Linked DNA regions of Zea mays: region 2 is linked to region 1. Evidence: chromatin contacts called from public Hi-C data. All regions are on one chromosome and are shown on one strand. The core of a region is the stretch at or near the end of the contact, and the rest is flanking DNA. Distances in the headings are between cores, read along the strand shown.

Region 1 (6,695 bases), core at 2,843-5,342:
ATAGGTTTAATTTTTGGAAGAAAAATTAGAGAACCTAATTCACCTATATTTTGGATATTATTTAATACTCTCTCCATTCTAATTTATAATTCGTTTGACTTTTTAATTTAACTGACTTATCTTATTAAAAAATTCATAATTATTATTAATTTTTACTATGATGTATCACATTTAGAATATGATATACTTTAAGTGTGACTTTATTTTTTTATTTTTAGTTTTTGAAAAGAAATGAATAATACGAGCTGGTTAAACTTGTAAAAAAAGCCAAATGAATTGTCGCTCGCGTCGATTGTTACTTGTACCGTATCGGTGGCGGGTGACAAATCGATTGACACTACCGGAATCGCCGCCTTTGTCGAGTGCCGGCAAAGCCTTAAAAACACTCGGCAAAGGCTTTACCGAGTGTCGCACTCGGCAAAGAAGGCTCGCCAAACAGTGCATCGGTAAAGCTTTCTTTGCCGAGTACTTTTTCTCGGGCACTCGACAAAGAGGTTTGCCGAGTGCCAGTGACCACTCGGCAAAGAAAAGCAGTCGTTACGGCAACGGGTGACGGAGACGCGTCTTTGCCGAGTGTCCCATGTGACACTCGGCAAAGGAGTTACCTTTGCCGAGTGTCTGCCGCCACCTGGGACACTCGGCAAAGAACCCGTCAGGGAGTGTCCCCATGTCAGGTTCTTTGCCGAGTGCTACGTACGGCACTCGGCAAAGTGTGCCTCTTTGCCGAGTGTCAGAGACATTACACTCGGCAAAGAACCTATACCGGTGCCCAGGTCTTGGTTCTTTGCCGAGTGCTATGGCCCTGACACTCGGCAAAGCACCTCTTTGCCGAGTGTTACACTCGGCAAAGTGACCAGTAGGCACCTTTTTTATTTGTTTTTTATATTCCATCCACACAAACAAAAGATATCACATATATATATCACATATATACATCACAGATATCATCACAAACATAAATAGCCAACACAAACATAAATATCCATCACAAACATAAGTGTTCAACACAAGTATCCAACACAAACATAAGTCTCATACGTCTCAAGCTCTGACATAAGTATCAAACACAAACATAAGTATTCTACACAAGTTGTTCTGAAGTCTAAACACTGAAAACATAACACTCATGGAGATGGGCGGTTCGACTGGTACTGCGTTGAGCTGAACCCTTCCGGAGGGTTGTTGGATGCCGCCCCAGATTGGTCCTGCACAGAGAAGAGATAGCATGTGTTATACCAGATGTATTACCAACATCTAACTACAATTTTGATACTCACAGGAGTATGGAAGAGAGCAGGGTCAACTGGAGGGAATCTGAATTTTGAGTGACCTGCAGTTCAAATCTGAATTCTAAGTTTCGAGTGACCTGCAGTTCAAATCTGAATTCCAAGTTTCGAGTGACCTGCAGTTCAAATCTGAATTCCAAGTTTCAAGTGACCTGCAGTTCAAATCTGAATTTTCCGAAGAAATCCAAATAAACGAACTAAATCTACTAGATATTGAAAACACAGTTATAATTGTCCCAAAATGGTACGTGTATGTCTACATAGTGTAGAAACATACCACAAAAAGTTTGGTGACCAAAATAAAAAAATAAAAATATGCTTTACCGAGTGTCCACAGAAGACACTCGGTAAAGACCTCCTTTGTCGAGTGCCAGTTATTTGACACTCGGCAAAGAATCTGCTTTTGTCGAGTGTCTGCTTTCGGCCCTCGGCAAAGACTAACGGCCGTCAACTATAGACGGACGCTAACGGCCCTTTGCCGAGAGCCGTCTTTGCCGAGTGTTTGCCTCTCGGCAAAGGGCTCTTTGCCGAGTGCTTCGCTATGCCGAGTGTCCTGCACTCGATAAACTGTCTCGTTACCGAGCGTAAGACTTTACCGAGGGCGACACTCGGCAAAGCAGTCTTTGCCGAGTGCCCGATAAAAAACACTCGGCAAAGACTCCGGCACTCGGCAAAGACCCGGATTCCGGTAGTGTGAGCACACAAATCCATCCTAGTACGTGCACAGTGAAGTGACGTAACATACCATGCATCAATTTGTAATAAATAAATAAACAAATCCTTGTAAAAAAACGTCAATTATTACTTTTAACGCGAATATGCACGAACAGCCAAATAAATGCTCGCCCATCGGTACGTGCAAGTGCCCATCTTTGTCCAATATGCATACACCCCAAGCTAGCAGCCTAGCACCATAAAGTTTGTACCAAGCAAGAGCATCAATGGCACTGTTTCACCAAGAACTGGCCAGGGATTATTGCCATGTTGCTGCTGCAAGCCTGCAATCTAGTATGAATGTTTCCTCATGATACGAGGGGGCATGATTATGGATGGGCGTTGCTGACTTGCTCTTGCTGTTACTAGAGATCTTTTTTTCGTACAGAAATAGAAGCAGCTAATCGCAGCCGCGTTAAAATGAACATATCCGTTTCTTTCTTTTTTTTTATCTTGTAAAGACACACAGAAGAGTCTGATATATGTGTATACCGCAGCAGGGGGCTTCTCTTTTTGTTTATTTTTCGAAAACAAGACAAGTTTTAATTGCTTAAACACAGCTTAACTGATTTCATGCTTTGTTTTTTTAGATGCCCTTGTTGGGCGTGGGTGGACCGGTGGAGCCATTACCCATATCAGTTTCCAAGTTTGAATTCAGAATCTTAACTGAAAGAAGAAGAAGAAGAAAAAAAACACGATTCAGTCAATGAGTAGACATGTCAAGTTGGCAATTGGTTGATCCAGACTTAATAGTGACATAAAAAAAACAAGTTTTATTAGGACACTAGTATTTAATAGGCCGTCGTGGTGACAAATCCTTTGACCATGAAATAGGAAGGCGCGAAATAAAAAAAATGAACCATACAGATCGAGAGCAATAAAAAATGAAGATTATCAAACGGTACTACCACGCGTTAATAAGAAAAAGAAAGGTAGCAGCAAGCAAACTAGACAGAAAGCAGAAATACCCAACAACAAAAGCCCATGCAATGCAGTAACCATACCTTCCAACCAGAAAAGGCACGTCGATTGTGAGAGCGCACCAATCAGCAGAAGCAGCCAGATCTTCAGCCTGTTGGACTTGGACAGCCATCGACCCATCGTCTTCGTGCAAGAACCCCCCCTCCTGCTTGCCTGCCGGTAATTAAAACCTGGGGTTTCAGAATTCTGTCGGCCATGTCTGGAAAAACCTTTGTTGTAGAAAAGATGGATGGGGTCACTTTCGATCTCGTTCAGAAAGCTCTCGTGTCATGCTGTCCGTGCTACTCTTTTTTTTTTGTTAAAAAAATGGATTTTTGTACGCTTCTGCGCTCTGATCTCGCCGCCTTCGGTTTCCCCTGAAACCGGGGCAGGCTATACATGCTTCTTCTTTTTATATATATATACATATATTTACTATTACTAGTTATTAGGCATTATTCTAGAAAGCGAATCATGTTGCTCTTGGTACTTGGTAATAGTTAAAATATTGTAAACCTTAAGAGCTATACATGGCCAGCAGGCACTGTATGATCCAAATTCCACGGCCCAAACAATCTACAAACAACGGCGGTAAACCTTGAGAGCTAGCAGAACAGAAACACGTTCGGCTGGAATACAGCAGTAGCTACTGAAGCTGTAATTTATAAAGATAAAATATTGTATAAGTGACAGCCGTAGTTGAAAAGCCGCAGCAAGGTGCAGCGAACGATATCCGATATCCTGTAGCAAGGGAAAGGGAGACGCAGGGCAGCAGTTATTCTCGGGCCAACTACCCTCACCCTCCTCCTCTTCCTCCCTCTGCCCGCGTGGTGAGGTGACGCGTCATGTAGCACCTCTCTCTCCGTGAGAAAGGCCGATTCTTCACGCGCTCAGCGCACACACAAATTAAGCTTAATCCTTGGAAGTCTCTCTCTCTCTCTCGCTAAACATGGGCTTAAGAAGTTCCAGTTCAGCAGCGGCGCTCGGTTGGTTAGCGTGGGGCCCGGGCCCCCGCCAACACTTCTCCTCCATCCGCACACAACCTCTCTTCGCCATGGCACCCTTGCCCTCGGCATACCGCATATATAGGGAAGGAAGAGGCCTCTCTTCTCCCTCCCATCGCCAGGGCGTCGGAGCGAGCTCATTCTCAACTCGACTCAAGAGCTCTGCCTCCTCCATCTTCCCTTCTCTGTAATCTCTCTCTCTCTCTCTATCTCTCTCTCTCCCTCTCTCTGTACGAATAGCTGTAGCTCAAATTGATCCTCTTGCTTGGGGCTTTATATGCTACAACCAATGGAGCAACTGAAGTGAACCAAAGACGAGCTAACCTTTCCAGTTCTGGACGTTCAGGGCCTCCGGAGCCACGCTGATCAGAGATGGAGGCGAATCCGAAGAACACCTTCACGATCAAAGTGGAGGACGGGAAGCCCGGGAAGGACGGCCGGCTGGCGGTCGGACCGGTGTTCCGGAGCGTTCTGGCCAAGGATGGGTTCCCGCAGCTTGAGCCTGACATGAAGACATCATGGGACGTGTTCAGGTAACAGTAAGACACGCACGGCGGCTGGCTGAAACAACAGCCAAGAACTCGCTCGCACGTCTAGCTACTCTCTCTGTTTTTCTTTATTGCTCTTTGGATTTTTCAGTTACAGAATCTGTAAAATATCAGACACACGTAGATTATCTATACAGTGCTCAGAAAAATCTTGGTGATGGTTGGTGTGTTTATAATTTTATATTATATGCACTTGTGCAGGGTAGCAGCAGTCAAGTATGCCGACAACCGGATGCTCGGATGGCGTCCGTTCAAAGATGGAGTGGTATGCAAACTTGGGTTAAACGACAGCACCATGAGTAGTGTTCTACATCAGTTCAGGTCTTCCTTAGCTTTACAATTTCCATCTGTATGGCTGGTAAAAACCGCTACGTTTCCGCCTTCTAGCCAGGGCCCTACTTGTGGAAATCATACAAGGAGATCTACGACGAGGTGCTGCAAGCAGGCTCTGCGTTGCAGAAGCTGGGAGTGCAGCCAGTAAGAGCATAAACTGGTCTCGCGTCTTCGTATTTCGTAGAGGTCCTAGAACATTTCAGCGATGGATCAGACCGAACTGATGCTTCTTTGTTTGGCTCTCGTACTGTACTGTACCAGGGTTCCCGGGTGGGGATCTACGGAGCGAACTGTCCTCAGTGGATAGTGGCAATGCAGGTAAACTGCCAGCCGTGACTTGTATGAATTTTAAGCTTTTAACTCTCCCCGTCAGATCTTTTTCTGGATAAACTGTGTTAATCCACAAATGATTTCTGCAGGCTTGCAATGGCTATAGTCTAGTCTGTGTCCCACTGTACGATACTTTAGGTAAGTGTGGGAGACCATTGAATCGTAGGCCCACCACCCACGTCATAGAATGATTCAGATCAAACAATAAAAAGATATTGGAACACATACGCTTTTATTTTTAATAAGGAATCAAATGTAAGGCATTAGAAATTCAGAGCCAATACCTTTCCATGGCATACAGGTGCGGGAGCTGTCGACTACATCATCGATCATGCCGAGATCGATGTTGTCTTCATACAGGACAAGAAAATAAAAGAGGTCTGGTTCAAAATGAGTGTTGTCCATGTTGCTACCTCTAGGATCTTTCATGTAAAATTCTGACACTACATGAGATCTTCTCATCTGCAGATACTGTCCCCAAACTGCAAGTCTGCCAAGAGACTGAAAGGTAAGCTAGCAGCGTCAAAAAAAAAAGGGTCCATCTGTAGTTTAGAAAGATTATATTTCCAGACATCATTATCCAGCACATGGACATGGTTACAGCATTGGTGGCGTTCACTTCGGCGACAACTGAACAGAACAAAGAAGCGGATCAAATTGGGATCAAAATGTATGCCTGGGACGATTTCTTGAAAGTGGTAGGCGCATTGGTTGTTGGTCGTTTACAGTTCAACCTACTGACAAACATCTAGACAAACCTATTCAGGTTTCAGAGTCAGTTTTGTAGCGATGTAATGTTTACGATGGTTATATTTGTAACCAAGTGATGCTTTGGAACTGGGTTTCAGGGGAAGGATAATCCTCGTCAACCTTGCCCTCCGCAAGCAAGTGACATCTGCACTGTCATGTACACGAGTGGGACAAGCGGACAGCCCAAAGGTGTGATGCTGACCCATGAAAGCCACGCCATGTATGTGAAAGGGGTGGACCTCTTCATGGACCAGTTTGATGATAAGGTCAGCCACATCCTACACTGAACTGAAACCTGAGCATGATCTGATAACAGTTTTCTGTTCTATATGATATGATGCATGGCTGAATACTAACTTGATACCTTCATGTGATCAGATGACAACAGATGATGTCTTCCTGTCGTTTCTCCCGCTTGCTCACATCCTTGACCGCATGATCGAAGAGTATTTCTTTCACAAAGGGGCCTCAATTGGCTACTACCACGGAGTGAGAGAACCCACTGCATTAGCATCTCTAATCATGCAAGTAATCATTCCTTAATCATTAAGCAGGAACCAAATGTTTGCTTTCTTGTCAGGATCTGAATGCCTTGAGGGACGACATTGTGGAGCTGAAGCCGACTCTACTGGTTGGGGTGCCCCGAGTGTACGAAAGGATTTATGAAGGTAGTGAAATAAGAACATCTCTATCAACTACTAAGCTCAAATTTCGTTAACGAAAATAACCCCTTATATGAATGGCTCTAGGTATCTTGAAGGCCATTGCGG
Region 2 (6,158 bases), core at 157-2,656, 460 kb before region 1:
GCTAGGCAGAGGGCAGACCAACATCGAGCCGAGATGGGCGGAAAGATCATCTATTCGGATGTGCTCGTCCTCCATATACCTCCGAGGCCCAATGTCGGCGAAGCTACCAGAACGGATGTTGGGCACAAACTGCTGTATCATGTCCGTGGATAAACTTGGTGCGACATCAGGCTGCTCCAACCCCTGCATTCATCACACACAGAGAAACAACAATTAGTGCACTAAACATTCTTGGTAGAAAGCAGTAAGAAGAAGAGCCCATTGTTGGCTCATAATTAGTAAGAAGAACAGCCCATTGCTGCCTCCTAATAACTAACTAACTAACAAACAACACACACGCACACACACACACCGTGTCCAGGCCAAACCATCTCAGTTTCCAGAACGGTTGCTTCCTTGCTGCTCAGATTAGGGTCTATGCAATTGACAGATTACGCGCCTAAAGAGGTGAGTGAGGACATGTCACATACTACTACACATGCGGTTCATCTGGTGATTCGAGCTTGTGGAGAGAAGCAGAGCGTACTTACAACTCAACCACCACCAAACACTACTACAGATACGAGCCCAATAATTCAGCACCCACTTTCTGAGCCCTGACGAGAGAGGCCTCCAGCTGTGCAACCACCACACTAGAGCTCGCTCCCCCAAGAAAGGAGCTGCGTGCTTTTTCTCAAGCAAGTGTATCAGCCTTTTGCATCCACAAGCGAATCTCTTTTTCCCCAAATCGAAAAGGGGGATGGAAAGAGGAAGGGACTCCCTGAGCTTGTCCCGCACACTTGAAAAACAGTAGTAGTAAAAGGGAGTAACAAAACCTAACATGGAATTTGGTTTGCAATCTTGCAAGGAAAAGGCTAAAAATGTTCCCAGTCAAAGAGGGAATTTCCAACGACACAAGAACAGAAAGGCCTGGGCTTTTGAGGAACTCACCATGCGAGGCACCTCCACGGCGACCTCGACCTCGACCTCGACCTCAACCCCAACCCCAACCCCAACCTCCGCGGGGGCGGGCGCGGACATCCCGACGACGTCGTCAACCCCCTTGGTCGTCGCGCGCCGGTGGTACTGCACCTCCAGCACCGGAACGGGGGACTGATGCATGACTTCCGCCTCGGCCACCATCTCCGCGCCTCAGCAACCACTCCCGATCCAAGACGAGCGCCGCCTCGCCGTCGACCGAAGACCGCCGGATCCGCGAGCCGTGCCACCCGTCGCGCCGGAAGGAGCAGGGAGACGGGACACCTCCGGAAGCTGCCGTTTTCGGACGGAGGATCTGAGGTGCGGGAAGGAAAGGGCGGGGCGATCCCCCGGTGGTTTCCAGAGGCAGCAGCAGGACACGGTTTGTTGATCTGAGGAGGACGCGACGAACGAGCGAGGGGAGAGGAGAGGAGAGGAGAAATGCGGAGAAGGGAGGGGGGTAGTTGTCATTTATCCGTAGCGTGTGCGTGTGCGTCTGCGTCTGCGTTCCCGCAGGCGGAGGCGACCGGCGGCCACCGGTGGGGTGGTCTGGTGACCGGGTGCTGGCGGTGCGTTTCCGGGCGCGCGCACGCGGCTGCCGCACGGATACGTGGCCGTCGCGTGCCCGAGTGATTGGCTGCCGTCGTTTGTTCATAGTGATGGATATTACTTAGGAGCACTGGAGTTTAGTCATGGTTATTTGTTGTGTTTTATGGAAAATTAATAAACATGTCTAAGTCTAATCTTTGTGTGGTTGCTTTCATTTAACTCGTGGTAACAGCGTGTCACTGTACATGTTTCCGTCCTTAACAAGGAACTAGCTGCCCTTATTCTTTGGCGGGAAAAAGAGTGACCGGGTGAGGAGTAGCTGAGCCTAGAAGCCAAGTGTTTCTTGCACGGCAACGAGTGAATCTCCGCCATCCCGTCCATGTAACAGCATAAACAATTAATCCCAATCGAGCTGCATTTCTCTTGATTCCTAATCAATTTTTTAGCCTTATCTTGTACAGTTATTCTGATTCTATTTCGCTTGATTGTTTTTTACCTTTAGAGTTAGTTTAGGAACCTCAATTTTCTAAGAGTTTTCTATTTTCCCATCGGAAAATGAACTAATTTCTCTTACGATGCGTTTGAATCCCTTCATTTTAGAGGAATTGAAATTCACTCAATAAAGTAACTTATTTAGTTTGGAATTTGACATTCCACCACTTTCCAAAGTTCAGATATTAGTCTATCTCAAATTTATGGGGTGAGGGATGGGAAATGATTTTATACAGTAATAGAATTTGTTTCTACTCTAACTTACGTGACACTATTCGTCTCATTCCTCTATAGTAAAAATATAGCGCATAAATATCTCCGACATCTTGCTAATAATAGTATACAAATATATTTTATATAAAACTGAATTAGCTTAATTGATATATGCCTAAATTATTATTATTAGAATGAAATTCAATTCTAATGATCCAAACAGGACGTTATGAAAATAGAAATCCCTTGGAGAATTGGGGTTTCCAAACTATCCTTTACAGTTTTCTTCTCTTTGCGTGAGCTCCGAATTACTACTAGTTCATTTTTTTAAGAAGAGTTTTGGGGTGATTATTGAGGCCCAATATAATAAACAAAAATTGCACCCCATACATTTGACGGTAAAGATCTCTTAGACGAAATAATAACAATCGCCGCCTCGGTGGTATTTCAGTAAGTAATTAATTTGATAAAAAAAATAAAGGCAAAGAAATATCTCTTTACCAAACAAACAATATGCAGTATATATCTTAAATATCGCAATTTGTACGAACGCCAAACGCATGGTAATGGCCGGCTTTTCAAATTTGTTGACCAGACAGACACATTCAGTACGGAGCACACACGTACGTATGACACTCTTTTTTTGTTTTTTTAACAAATGTAAACAGAGTCAAAGCGGGAGACAAGAACGTCTTCCGCAAGAGTTACTACTACGATTGACTCTCTCTCTTCTTATCATCTTTAGGTCTCAATGCAGTCATGCTGCTGGATGGCATGGAGAATTAGTTGGAATAGAGTAATGGACCTATGTAGACCTCAGTTTTTAGGGTAGGGTTCCTCTCCAACTCGTGCCCTAAATACTTGTGCCCTACCGATAATAAAGTTATACTGTACGAAAAAAACAATTCTAGACCGTAGACATGGCTCTAGACATTGTGTACTCCAAGTGTAACTTAAGTGTGTATAGGGTATGTTTGGTTCACGAATACAGTAGGATGGAATGATCTTGTCTCAATTAAGATAATTGAGGTAGAATAATCCCATATCATGTTTTAGTTGAAATGGGAATAAAAGTGTGTAGCATAGTGATTATAAGAGCCTCCACAGAGGACTTGTGTTTGACTTTTCATGGGAGTAAATATTTTAGGATTCAACGACTTTTTGTACTTTCCTTGGTAGGCGATGTTCGCATCAACGGTGTGGCGCATGCAATGACTTCATCAATTTTGTCTCGAGGAGTCTTCGAAAGTGTTCGTATGACTAGGATCTATGTGCGTGCGTTATGATCCTCTATGTTGTATCGTATAATCTTAAAAAAGGAAGTGGGACTAGATGGTCCATAATTTCACGTACTATTTATGTCTTGTTAACACAAGCTCTGAGCCATCCTTGCCGAGTAGCTCAAACGACACCTCACATGTGGTAGACATCGATCCTAAAAAATGGGTACGCTTGACCATCAGACCTTACTCTGGTACAATTAAAGGAATGCTTTGGTACCTTGAGGGAAGATGAAAAGACACTATAAAAATTTTCAAGAAATATATCAACTTGTAAAATATGAAAGTAGTGGTCACTGAGGAAAACCAAGCATGACCGAGTTGGATAGATGGCCTCGCTGATTTTGGGTGCAAACCCAACCTCATCGGGTAGCAAGGGCGGCTTGGTTGACTTCTTGGAAGTTCTGAGACACCCTCTGCTTCTGTTGTCTGGCGCCCAAATGTGACCTGACCCTTTCTCCTACTCTACATTGACACAACATAGTGTATGCCTTTTTTATTAATGTGTGAGCACTTTCACACACTCCCTATAAACATATCACCACACCTAAGTAGCACAAACGAAAACACAAATAGAAATATGCAATATAAACAAGTGCAAGGCAAACCAAAGGACAACCATAAGAATTTGTTTGACCAAAGTTCAGGCTACCTCAAAGGTGCCTTACGTCTTCATTGTGGAAGTAATGACTAACCCAATAAGGTCTACTCTTGGTTAGACCTAAAATGACCTATTTCCACCTTTTCACCTAGAAGTCTCCTTTCCTTTTCAGTGGGAATACTAGCCCTTCTAACAAGGAGAACCACAACTGCCCATACACCATTAGATGCTTGTTAGTAACACTTTGCCATTGAGGAACAAAGTTCCAAGAGAGTGAACATAGCAAACCAATTATCTTTGAGTTTCTCAAGTGACCAAGAATGGGATAGATCTCACAATGCTTCTCAATATCTCTATGCCAGTAAGGCAAGATCACAAAGTTTTGTATCACTCACTGTCAGTGTTTCGTACCTCGCTCCGACAAGTAAATTTATTGTGCGCGTTCCAGGCTCGGGAGGGTATGCGCGGAGGGCACAAGGTTTATACTGGTTCGGGTAGAATGTCCCTACTTCCAGTCATCGGTGGCTTGCGTTACCGACACCATTGATGATCAAACTCGTATTAGGGGTTACAAGCAGTCGAGAGAGGTGAAAGTTCACTTTGTCTGGGAACAGGATCTAGATGTCGCCTAGAGGGGGGTGATAGACGAATAATAATTATCACTATAAAACTTGAAATTCTTACTCTACTCGAAGACTAGATCACAGTGGAATGAAAGACCATTCGAGTAGGTTGTAGCGAAATTGAAGTTCCTGTCTTAAAATACCCTGCACTTTGAAGACAGTTTGTACCACATATAAGTATTGAAGTGCAAGTATAAAAAGCAAATAAGACAGAGAAACAACACACAACACAGAGCAGAGCACACAGACACAGGGATTTATCCCGAGGTTTGGCCAAGCCTGAAATGCTTGCCTAGTCCTCGTTGGAGCTAGCCACACCTTGGCTTGGAGTCTATTACAACTCCTTCCTCTGTTTGCTCAGATCTATCAGTGCGACAATAGAGGCATCCACTATGTTGATATCAGTTACAATGATGTCGTGGCTGCTTACAATCTTCTCGACAGCACTCCGATAGAGTAACAATGCGCTCAAGATTTTGCTCTAGCTCTTAGCAGCACTTCCCCTCTCTCTAAAGGCTTGTAACTTCGCCTCTACACAAACTAGAGAGATACACAAGAGAGGAAGAGCAATATGATTTGCAATGAGTCTACAAAGTGTTGCTGCACTTGGGAGTGTTTCACAATATGCCTTGGTATGTTTCTTGGGCTTCCACACCTCCAAATGGCTGGTTGGGGGTATTTATAGTCTCCCCCACACTTCTAGCCGTTAGACAGAAAGCAACAGCTTTCTATCGACGGGCGTACCGGACAGTCCAGTGCTCACTGAACAAGGCATTGTTCACTGTCCGGTGCCTGCCACGTCAGTTGACTGTTGGATCCAACTGTTGCCACCCTTCGACCACTTGGCACACCGGACAGTTCCGTGGCGCACCAGACAATCTGGTGCAACTTGATGACCATTGGCTTATCTGACGTGGCCAGCGCTGATTGCACGACCGACTGTTGGTCAGGTGTGCGGCTGGCGCACCGGACAGTCTGATGATTTATAGCCACATCGCCTGAAAGGGAAATGTGCCCTTGGGCCATTTCTAGTATATTTTGGTGATTAAGTGCCCAACGTATATTGAGTGAGTAATTATATGCCAAATGATGGATGAAGTGCAAATCGACAAGAAGGTATGGTTCTAGACTTAGTACATTGGTTTTTGTGTACTAATATATTTGTCTAAGTGCTAGAATCAGGAAAAGAAAAGGACTGGAAAAGAGTTGGCTGTGTACAGCCAATTGTTGCTCAGTCTGGGTGCACCAGACTGTCCGGTGGTGCACCGGACAGTGTCCGGTGCGCCAGGCTGGGCTCTGGCGAACTAGCCACTCTCGGGAATTCGTCGGCGGCGTACGACTATAATTCACCGGACTGTCCGGTGGTGCACTGGACTGTCCGGTGAGCCAACGGCCGCCAGCGCAACGGTCGGCCGCGCAATCCGGGCACAACGCGTGGCCCAC

Evidence for each region. Hi-C and Micro-C count contacts between places; a contact is called where the count stands out from the background.
Region 2: a contact with region 1 is called in a Hi-C map of leaf mesophyll, with 4 times the contacts expected there. The contact joins the promoter of LOC100279979 here to the promoter of LOC100279270 in region 1. A contact is called at or near these places in 4 of 25 Hi-C or Micro-C datasets (bundle sheath, ear, leaf mesophyll and 1 more).

What each region holds. Positions count from the first base shown.
Region 1 is chr10:86,890,475-86,897,169 of Zm-B73-REFERENCE-NAM-5.0, reverse strand. LOC100279270 reads left to right here and starts at 4,092. Exons shown (of 20, transcript NM_001152291.1): 1 at 4,092-4,151; 2 at 4,311-4,497; 3 at 4,714-4,777; 4 at 4,900-4,989; 5 at 5,107-5,163; 6 at 5,265-5,313; 7 at 5,477-5,553; 8 at 5,644-5,683; 9 at 5,779-5,873; 10 at 6,024-6,191; 11 at 6,304-6,414; 12 at 6,506-6,593; 13 at 6,675-6,695. The coding sequence starts at 4,337. LOC118473564 (a long non-coding RNA gene) reads right to left here and starts at 4,466. Exons shown (of 3, transcript XR_004853191.1): 1 at 4,289-4,466; 2 at 1,278-3,134; 3 at 918-1,205.
Region 2 is chr10:87,344,627-87,350,784 of Zm-B73-REFERENCE-NAM-5.0, reverse strand. LOC100279979 reads right to left here and starts at 1,406. Exons shown (of 4, transcript NM_001152927.2): 1 at 931-1,406; 2 at 1-183. The coding sequence starts at 1,122.